Regions from separate parts of the Pan troglodytes genome. Here region 2 is linked to region 1. The links are chromatin contacts, called in public capture Hi-C maps. All regions are on one chromosome and are shown on one strand. The core of a region is the stretch at or near the end of the contact, and the rest is flanking DNA. Distances in the headings are between cores, read along the strand shown. Region 1 has its middle 74 kb from the start of TTC29. Region 2 has its middle 140 kb from the start of TTC29.

Evidence for each region. Capture Hi-C pulls out chosen DNA fragments and counts their contacts.
Region 2: a capture Hi-C map of stem cell-derived neural stem cells shows a contact between it and region 1, with 5 times the contacts expected there. The contact joins two enhancer-like sites. A contact is called at or near these places in 5 of 7 Hi-C or Micro-C datasets (blood, induced pluripotent stem cells, lymphocytes and 1 more) and 1 of 1 other capture datasets (stem cell-derived neural stem cells).

Annotation. Positions count from the first base shown.
Region 1 is chr3:148,802,408-148,806,224 of NHGRI_mPanTro3-v2.0_pri, forward strand. No RefSeq gene overlaps it. Among named protein-coding and RNA genes, the nearest start is that of TTC29, 74 kb to the left of the region's middle. Within about 2 kb of position 1,409, at least 1 of the 24 cell types and tissues checked has an H3K27ac peak or open chromatin away from gene starts, as enhancers often do. A contact at or near this core is called in stem cell-derived neural stem cells, where this site is marked.
Region 2 is chr3:148,869,701-148,873,263 of NHGRI_mPanTro3-v2.0_pri, forward strand. No RefSeq gene overlaps it. Among named protein-coding and RNA genes, the nearest start is that of TTC29, 140 kb to the left of the region's middle. Within about 2 kb of position 1,396, at least 1 of the 24 cell types and tissues checked has an H3K27ac peak or open chromatin away from gene starts, as enhancers often do. A contact at or near this core is called in stem cell-derived neural stem cells, where this site is marked.

The DNA of each region.
Region 1 (3,817 bases), core at 159-2,658:
TTCAGAAAGTCATGAGTCTGTGGGAGCAGGTACCAGCCTTAAATGGTGAATGCACTGAAGCAGTGGTAGCTCTGGGGGAGATGGTCCATTTTTCTTTCATTAGACTCCACCATAACTCGGTATCTTTGTTTTTCTCCATGGCTTCTTAGGCTCAAAGCCAAAGAAAGCCATTTGGCAGAAGCACAGGCCCTAGTGAAACATGTATTGAAAGCAGTCTTCTGTGTTTAAAGACATCTCCCTATACGACAATTGTCCTGGATGTCAGGCACTGTGTTGGAAGGCAAGCTGACACTTGACAGGTGACATAGGCAGTACTAATGGTAGAAATCTGATGAAGCAGAAAACAGAGTGGATTTAAGGAGCTGAGTGAACATCTAGCCAGAAGAAGCCAAGATACAGGGACACCAAGGGCAGAAGATCAGACTCCACATCAGCTTCTCAACATGCTACTCACACTCAATGGTTTACCAACAAGAAGCAGCAGGTGGCAGTGTCCCCCAACATCAGCGAGGCCACAGGTCAGGTGTGGAAGTAGACCAGCTGGGCCAGAAAGTATGAAGCATTCTGATAATACTAATACCTAATATTAATCAAGAAATATTTATCTAGCAGGCTCAACTTTAATGAACTAACTCACTTAACGTCACAACAACTGTATTTAATAGATCATGTCATGATCTCAGGCATGCTTATAGCTTCAGGGTGTTTGCACTTGAAGTTTCCTCTAATCAAAACACCATTTCCCAGGTATATGCATGGCTTACTCCTCATGGCATTCTGACCTTTGGTCAAATGTCATCTCCCCAGTGAACACTGTTCTGATCATGAAAATACTCTACCCCACTGCTTATTCCCTTGCCATCCTTTATTTTTCTGCACAGCTCTTATCTCCCGGAAGAAATTTATGTATTTGTGCATTGCTTATAATCCTTCTAGAACTTAACATTGCACAGTGGAAGGGAATGTTATCTGGTTTGTTGATGGCTATATCCTAGCCCCCAAAATGATACCCTTCCCAAATAATTAGCACAATAAACAGTTGTTGCATGATGAAATATCAATTTATAAAGAAAAAACTGAGTTACAATGAGTTTAAGCAAATTACCTGAAGTCTCAAGTCATGCATGCAAAATCAGGCTTGGAATCCAGGCAGTGCGGCCCCGGGACCCCAGTTCTTGCCTGCTATCCATACTGCCTTGTGACTACTTCCTTACGTCATCATCTCAGTCCTGAGAGAGAAACAGATCGCCTGTGAGCAGGGGAGAAGCACATGGAGCACTGCTCTCTATGAAGGACTGGAAAAGGCCCATATCTGGCTTCCTAGGTCCTCTCTTCCCGCATGAGCCTCTATACATGCTGCTGCTGCTGCTGGGAGGCTGTAGGCTTCTGGCTGGAGGGCAGACCCTGTCTATCTCTCTTTCTCTTGCTGAGCATGAGAGCAGGTAGGTGGGCTAAACCCCTCTGAAAACCTAGATACCAGCAATAGCCACACTGAGAAGAAAGGATGGCAGGACCTCTGTTTGCTACTGCATTTCTAGGCACCAGCCTGGAGTCTGGGGATGCTCTGGTTAAAATGTTTAGCCCCTGGTCCTATTGGCCATACTCAGGTCAACCCCTGTGGAGTATACTCCTGAGCCTCAGGACACAGAGGGCCTTTAGAACTCTCCTGAAGCCTAGGCTTCTCCTTTATTTCTAGTGAACTACCTAGAAAATGTCGAGTCTATAGGCCTGTGATTTCAAGCTCTGGGTGTGCGCTTGTCTGAGGTATGGAGAAGCTTCCCGAAGAAACACATCAGTCAGTTACACTGGCCATTAAGGAATCTTTGGCACACCCAGCCACTGTAGCCTGAGAGGTAGGAAAGAGACTGAGAGACCGGTGTTCAAACAGCTCTTGCATTTAGGTGGTTACCCCACAGTCTTAGACCTAAGGCCTGGGTAAGGCACAAAGGTGAGACAGAAAAACTCCACAGATTATGGTTTGTGTGATAAAGAAAGGGGCCAAAGCTCATACTTACATTTAAAACCAGGAACACAGTAGCAGCTGGGTAAAGAATATAATTGAGAGTCAAGCAGTGGAAGAGAGGACAGGTATTCTTGACCAGAGCAAGGGCATTCAGGACATAGGTGAGAACTGGAGCCCAGAGAGACTTACTGAGCGTGGGGTGTCACCACCATCCCTGTTAAAGCACACACTGTTAGCCTGGCCATGGTGGGAGAGTCATTGAAGAGGCAGAGTCAGCTGAAGGAACACTGAAGTTATGGAGAGGGGCTCTAATAAACTTAGGAAAAAAAGAAAAAGTAAAGTGAGCATTTCTGGTCTTATTTTCATTTATTTATTTATTTGAAAGAGGGTCTGGCTCTGTTGCTGAGGCTGGAGTGCAGACTCCGCCTCCTGGGCTCAAACCATCCTTCCAGCTCAGCCTCCTGAGTAGCTGGGACTACAGGCATGCACCACAGCACCTGGGTAATTTTTGTATTTTTTTTTTTTTGGTAGAGATTTTTTACCATATTGCTCAGGCTGGCCTCAAACTGCTGGGATCAAGAGATACTCATGCCTCCGCCTCCCAAAGTGCTGAGATTACAGGTATGAGCCACTGTGACCAGTCTATTTCTGTTTTTATATCTCCAAAACTCAAAAGACTTTTTACAGATTCTACTCTTCATGGATCACTACATTTCTTCGTTTATTCAACAACTGTATATTCAGAGCCTATTGTGCCAGATGTTAAAGTAATTTATGGCTGAGGTGAACCCAACAAGCCACAGTGCTCCTTTTGTTTCTTATGTAAATCTTGCAAAAACATTTTTTCCTTGTCAAATACATCCATATTATCCATGCTATGAATATATATTCTTCAAATATTTACAATTTTTTTAAATTTACATATATACTTTTTTTTTAACTTTTATTTTCGGTTCAGAGGTACATGTGCATGTTTGTTACATAGGTAAACTCATGTCATGGAAGCTTGTTGTACAGATTATTTCATCACCCAGGCACTAAGCCTAGCTCCCAATAGCTATTTTTTTCGGCTCCTCATCCTCCTCCCACCCTTGACCCTCAAGTAGGCCACAATGTCTATTACTCCCCTCTTTGTGTCCATGTGTTTTCATCACTTGGCTGCCATTTATAAGCAAGAACATGTAGTATTTGGTTTTCTGTTCCTGCATTAGTTTGCTAAGGATAATGGCCTCCAGCTCCATCCATGTTCCAGCAAAGAACATGATCTCATTCTTTTTTAATGGCTGCATAGTATTCTATGGTACATACGTACCACATTTTCTTTATCCAGTCTTCTATTGTTGGGCATTTAGGTTGATTCCATGTCTTTGCTATTGTGAATAGTGCTGCAGTGAACATAGCCGTGCATGTGTCTCTGTGAACAATTTCTATTCCTTTGGTTATATACCCAGTAATGGGACTGCTTCGTAGAATGGTAGCTTTGTTTTTAGCCCTTTGAGGAATCACCACACTGCTTTCCACAATGGTTGAACTAATTTATGATTTTTTAAAAAATATAATAGCCATTCTGACTGGTGCGAGATGGTATGTTACTGTGCTTTTGATTTGCGTTTCTCTATCAGTGATATTGAGTTCTTTTTCATGTGCTTGTTTGGCCATATGTATGTCTTCTTTTGAAAAGTGTTCATGTCCTTTGCCCACTTTTTAATGGGGTTGTAAATTTGTTTAAGTTCCTTGTAGACTCTGCATATTAGACCTTTGTCAGATGGGTAGAATGCAAAAATTTTCTCCCATTCTGTAGGTTGTCTATTTACTCTGTTGATAGTTTCTTTTGCTGTGCAGAAGCTCTTTAGT
Region 2 (3,563 bases), core at 146-2,645, 67 kb after region 1:
TTCCTGCTGTCAGTCTCATATTGGAATACGCAACATTGCTGTACTTTGTCATGGTGAAAAGTTTATCCTGCAAATGCTCAGTTTCTTAGGTCTTCCGTGAATGGCTGTGCTTATCTCATGTGTGCTTCTAGGCATCTCCAGGGCTCTGCATTTAACTTCATACTTCTAAAAGCATCTGTACAGAGGTAATATTAATGTTATTGCCACAGACAGGCAGAGCCTCATTTCTCTCTGCTTTGACTGAAAATGCCTGTTCATAGTGAAAATGTGCAGACATTGGCATTCTTGTGTGAGGTTGGAATGTGTGTGGGTCCAGCCATTGACAGCAGGAAGAAATAAGACACAACTGCCAGATGGCTTGGTTTAAAAAAAAAATACCAGTCAAGATTTGCTAGTGATCCATAACCATTAAAATTATTTTCCCAAAGGATTCTCTATTCCGAGGCTGGAAAAATATTCCTGAATTCACTCTCAGTTCTGAGATGGGGTTGCGTGAAAGAGTGGGTGATTTAAAGATCACTTATCTCCCAGAATAGGTACTTAACCTAGACATATTGGGTGTTTAAAATTCTCGATATAAGGATATGACTGCTATCATCTTTAAATTTTTTGAAGATCTGATTTAGAATTCATAGTAGGAAGGCAGAAAGTAGTAGAATGAAGATTGAATTTGGAGTTAAGTTCTAGTCTCTACCATTAAGTGGTTATCTTTAGTGTATCCCTAAGCCTCAGTTTATTTTCTATATGTTGGAGATAAAATCTGCACTCTCTAGGTCATAGTCATAGTATTGTTTAAAGATCTTAAGATAAAAATGTGCAGAAATGAACTCTGTAAACCATCCAGTGCTATGAATCCAAGTTGCTGTTATAAACTAACACAGAAGTTCCTGAGTGGGGGAAAAAACTAATAAGAAACCTATTAATGGCCCTGGTAGCTTTTGCAACCTGGGTTTCCTTAGATCATTCATGTTGTAACTTTCATGTTGTTGGTTTGAGCATTAGATTAATTCACTTTATATTGTTTTCTTATTTTATCCCCAAACAACTCAAACCCAAGCTGAATTATAACAACAAATAATAATGTTTAGGAAAAAAAAGTCTGGTCCCAAACAATGGTAACTATCATAAATTTTTGACATGCACACTGGAAACAAGAATTTCAGTAGAAAATAATTAGCTTGTTGTCTTTGCGTTCATTTAAGTTAAAGTGATGGTTACACTGAGACATTACTGATTCTCCACTTGACACATCCACTCAGTGTTTCCACTAGGATTTCAGTGATCCTAGACCCTTCCCCACTAATGAGAATGCCACCTTCCCACCCAGTGTGCTTCTTCTGTTCTATCTGTGGACTCCATGCTCTTTGCAGCCACTGCCTCCTTCTCTCTAGTTGGCTGCTGGATGCTGTGGACCCGCTCAGTTGCCCCGATGAAGTACGAACTGGGTGAACACTTGCTGTATGAGTGAGTGATGCCACATGCCTCTTCTCCTTTAAGGCCCATATATGAAGGCACTGCTGGTGGAGGCAGCAGAGTGAGTCAAATCTCACAAATGACCATCACTAAATTCAACATCCCCAAATTCCTGTGCCCAGTAAATGTGATAAGTTTTTCCTAAGATACAATCAAAGGGTAAATAAAATAGAATGTCATCTGTCCTGAAGAATACTTTCCCAGGGTGAGGCTTCTCTAACAGCTTCTGCATTACAGACTATCAAAAGACAGCATTCTGGAACGTTCTGAAAGCAGAGAGGGAGAGAGAGAGCAAATACTGCACAGAGGTCTCAGGATTACTAAGCACTGAAATATTTTTATTTTTATTTTTATTTATGTATTTTTTTGAGACGAAGTCTCACTCTGTTGCCCAAGTTGGAGTGCAGTGGCGTGATCTTGGCTTACTGCAACCTCTGCCTCCCAGGTTCAAGCAATTCTCCTGCCTCAGCCTCCCAAGTAGCTGGACTACAGGCACATACCACCAGGCCCGGCTAATTTTTGTATTTTTAGTAGAGACGGGGTTTTCACCATGTTGGCCAGGCTGGTCTCGAACTCCTGACTTCGTGATCTGCCCACCTCGGCTTCCCAAAGTGCTGGGATTACAGGCGTGGGCCACCATGGCCAGCCATCTTTATTTCTCAACTATTATTCCACATCAAAGAGAAGTTCACATTTTAACAGAAGATAGACGTAACCTCTGGATGAAACTGCAAGTCTATAGTCTTTAACTGTGTTCATTACCATATTAGGTAATAATGACTATGGACATATAATTATTGATTACTGCTTTTAAAATAACCATGCTGTTGAGTAGCCATGAACATAAAACTATGAGGTTATAATAGAAAATAAATTTGGCTCTGAGCATATAAAAATTTCAATTAAAAAAAACATACAATAAGAGACACTGTTCCAGAATTACATGTTTTTGGTTGATCTTTCACCATTCATGTTATGCAGCCTTCCGTGCTGCAAAACCTGGCAATGATTAAGAACAACATGCAGCATCGAAACCACAATAATGGCACTGGATATTACAATACTGAAGTGAAACCGTACAGTTTTCATTTCAGATTCCATGATTTGTTAGTCCAGTCATGTGACACGGGACAAGTCACTTTATTTATATTCAGCCTTTTAGTTTATACATTGAACCTCCTGGGGTCCTGTGGGATTGAAAAATGTTGATGACAGAGGGTGTAAGTCTTTATAAACTCTGAGTTTCCAGTTCTGTTTTTAAAACAGATTAAATCAGCAAATTGTACTGTTATTTCTGTTATTTTGTGACTTTGGAAGGCTGAGCTCTTCATCTCTGCTTTTATTGTAACGACTGTTACTAAAACTGACAATCATGACCCAATTACCCACCAGGACGATCAGGCATTCTCTTCAGGTGTGTGTTGTTTTATCACTAAACTTAGTCACTTTACTAAAGTAACTTCAGATGGGCTTTAGATTTGAGGGCAGGCTGTAAAACTAACAAGAAAAAAGGAAAATTTAAAGATATGGACACAGAGTGATGGGTTGCCTTCCTGATCATGTATTCAGAGGCTGAAAGCCCAGAGAACCTGGGCAATTGCTAACCTGCAGTATCTGGAGCAACCAGCAATCTAATGTGAAATTCCTTTCATCTTCCCTCCACATTCCTGTGAAAACCAGGAGGATTTCTGAGAGGTACAGAGATTCTCAATCGTTGCAACGAGGCAGCTTTCTTGTAGTGTGAGTTCATGAGAGGAAGGGCAATTTCATGTTAAACATACACACAAGATGACAGGGAAGGGGGCGAGCTGATAGCCCAAAATACATATGCAAACCCTCCCTTGGAAGCTTGCTTTTCACTCTCTTGTACAAAGTCAATGGAAACCAAGGAACTACCATTCCAGAATTGTCGCCTGCTTTAATCCTTAATAACCAAATAAAAATGGGCAGCCCGTATTCGGGAGCAGCTCTAGCAAGCAGACCTCTAGGAAACAAGGCTCCCTGCAGACTTTCCCTTGATCTTAAAGCTTAACTTGAAACATTTATATGCACGGAGCACCTGGCCAGGAGATGTGAGAAGGCCTTTTTTT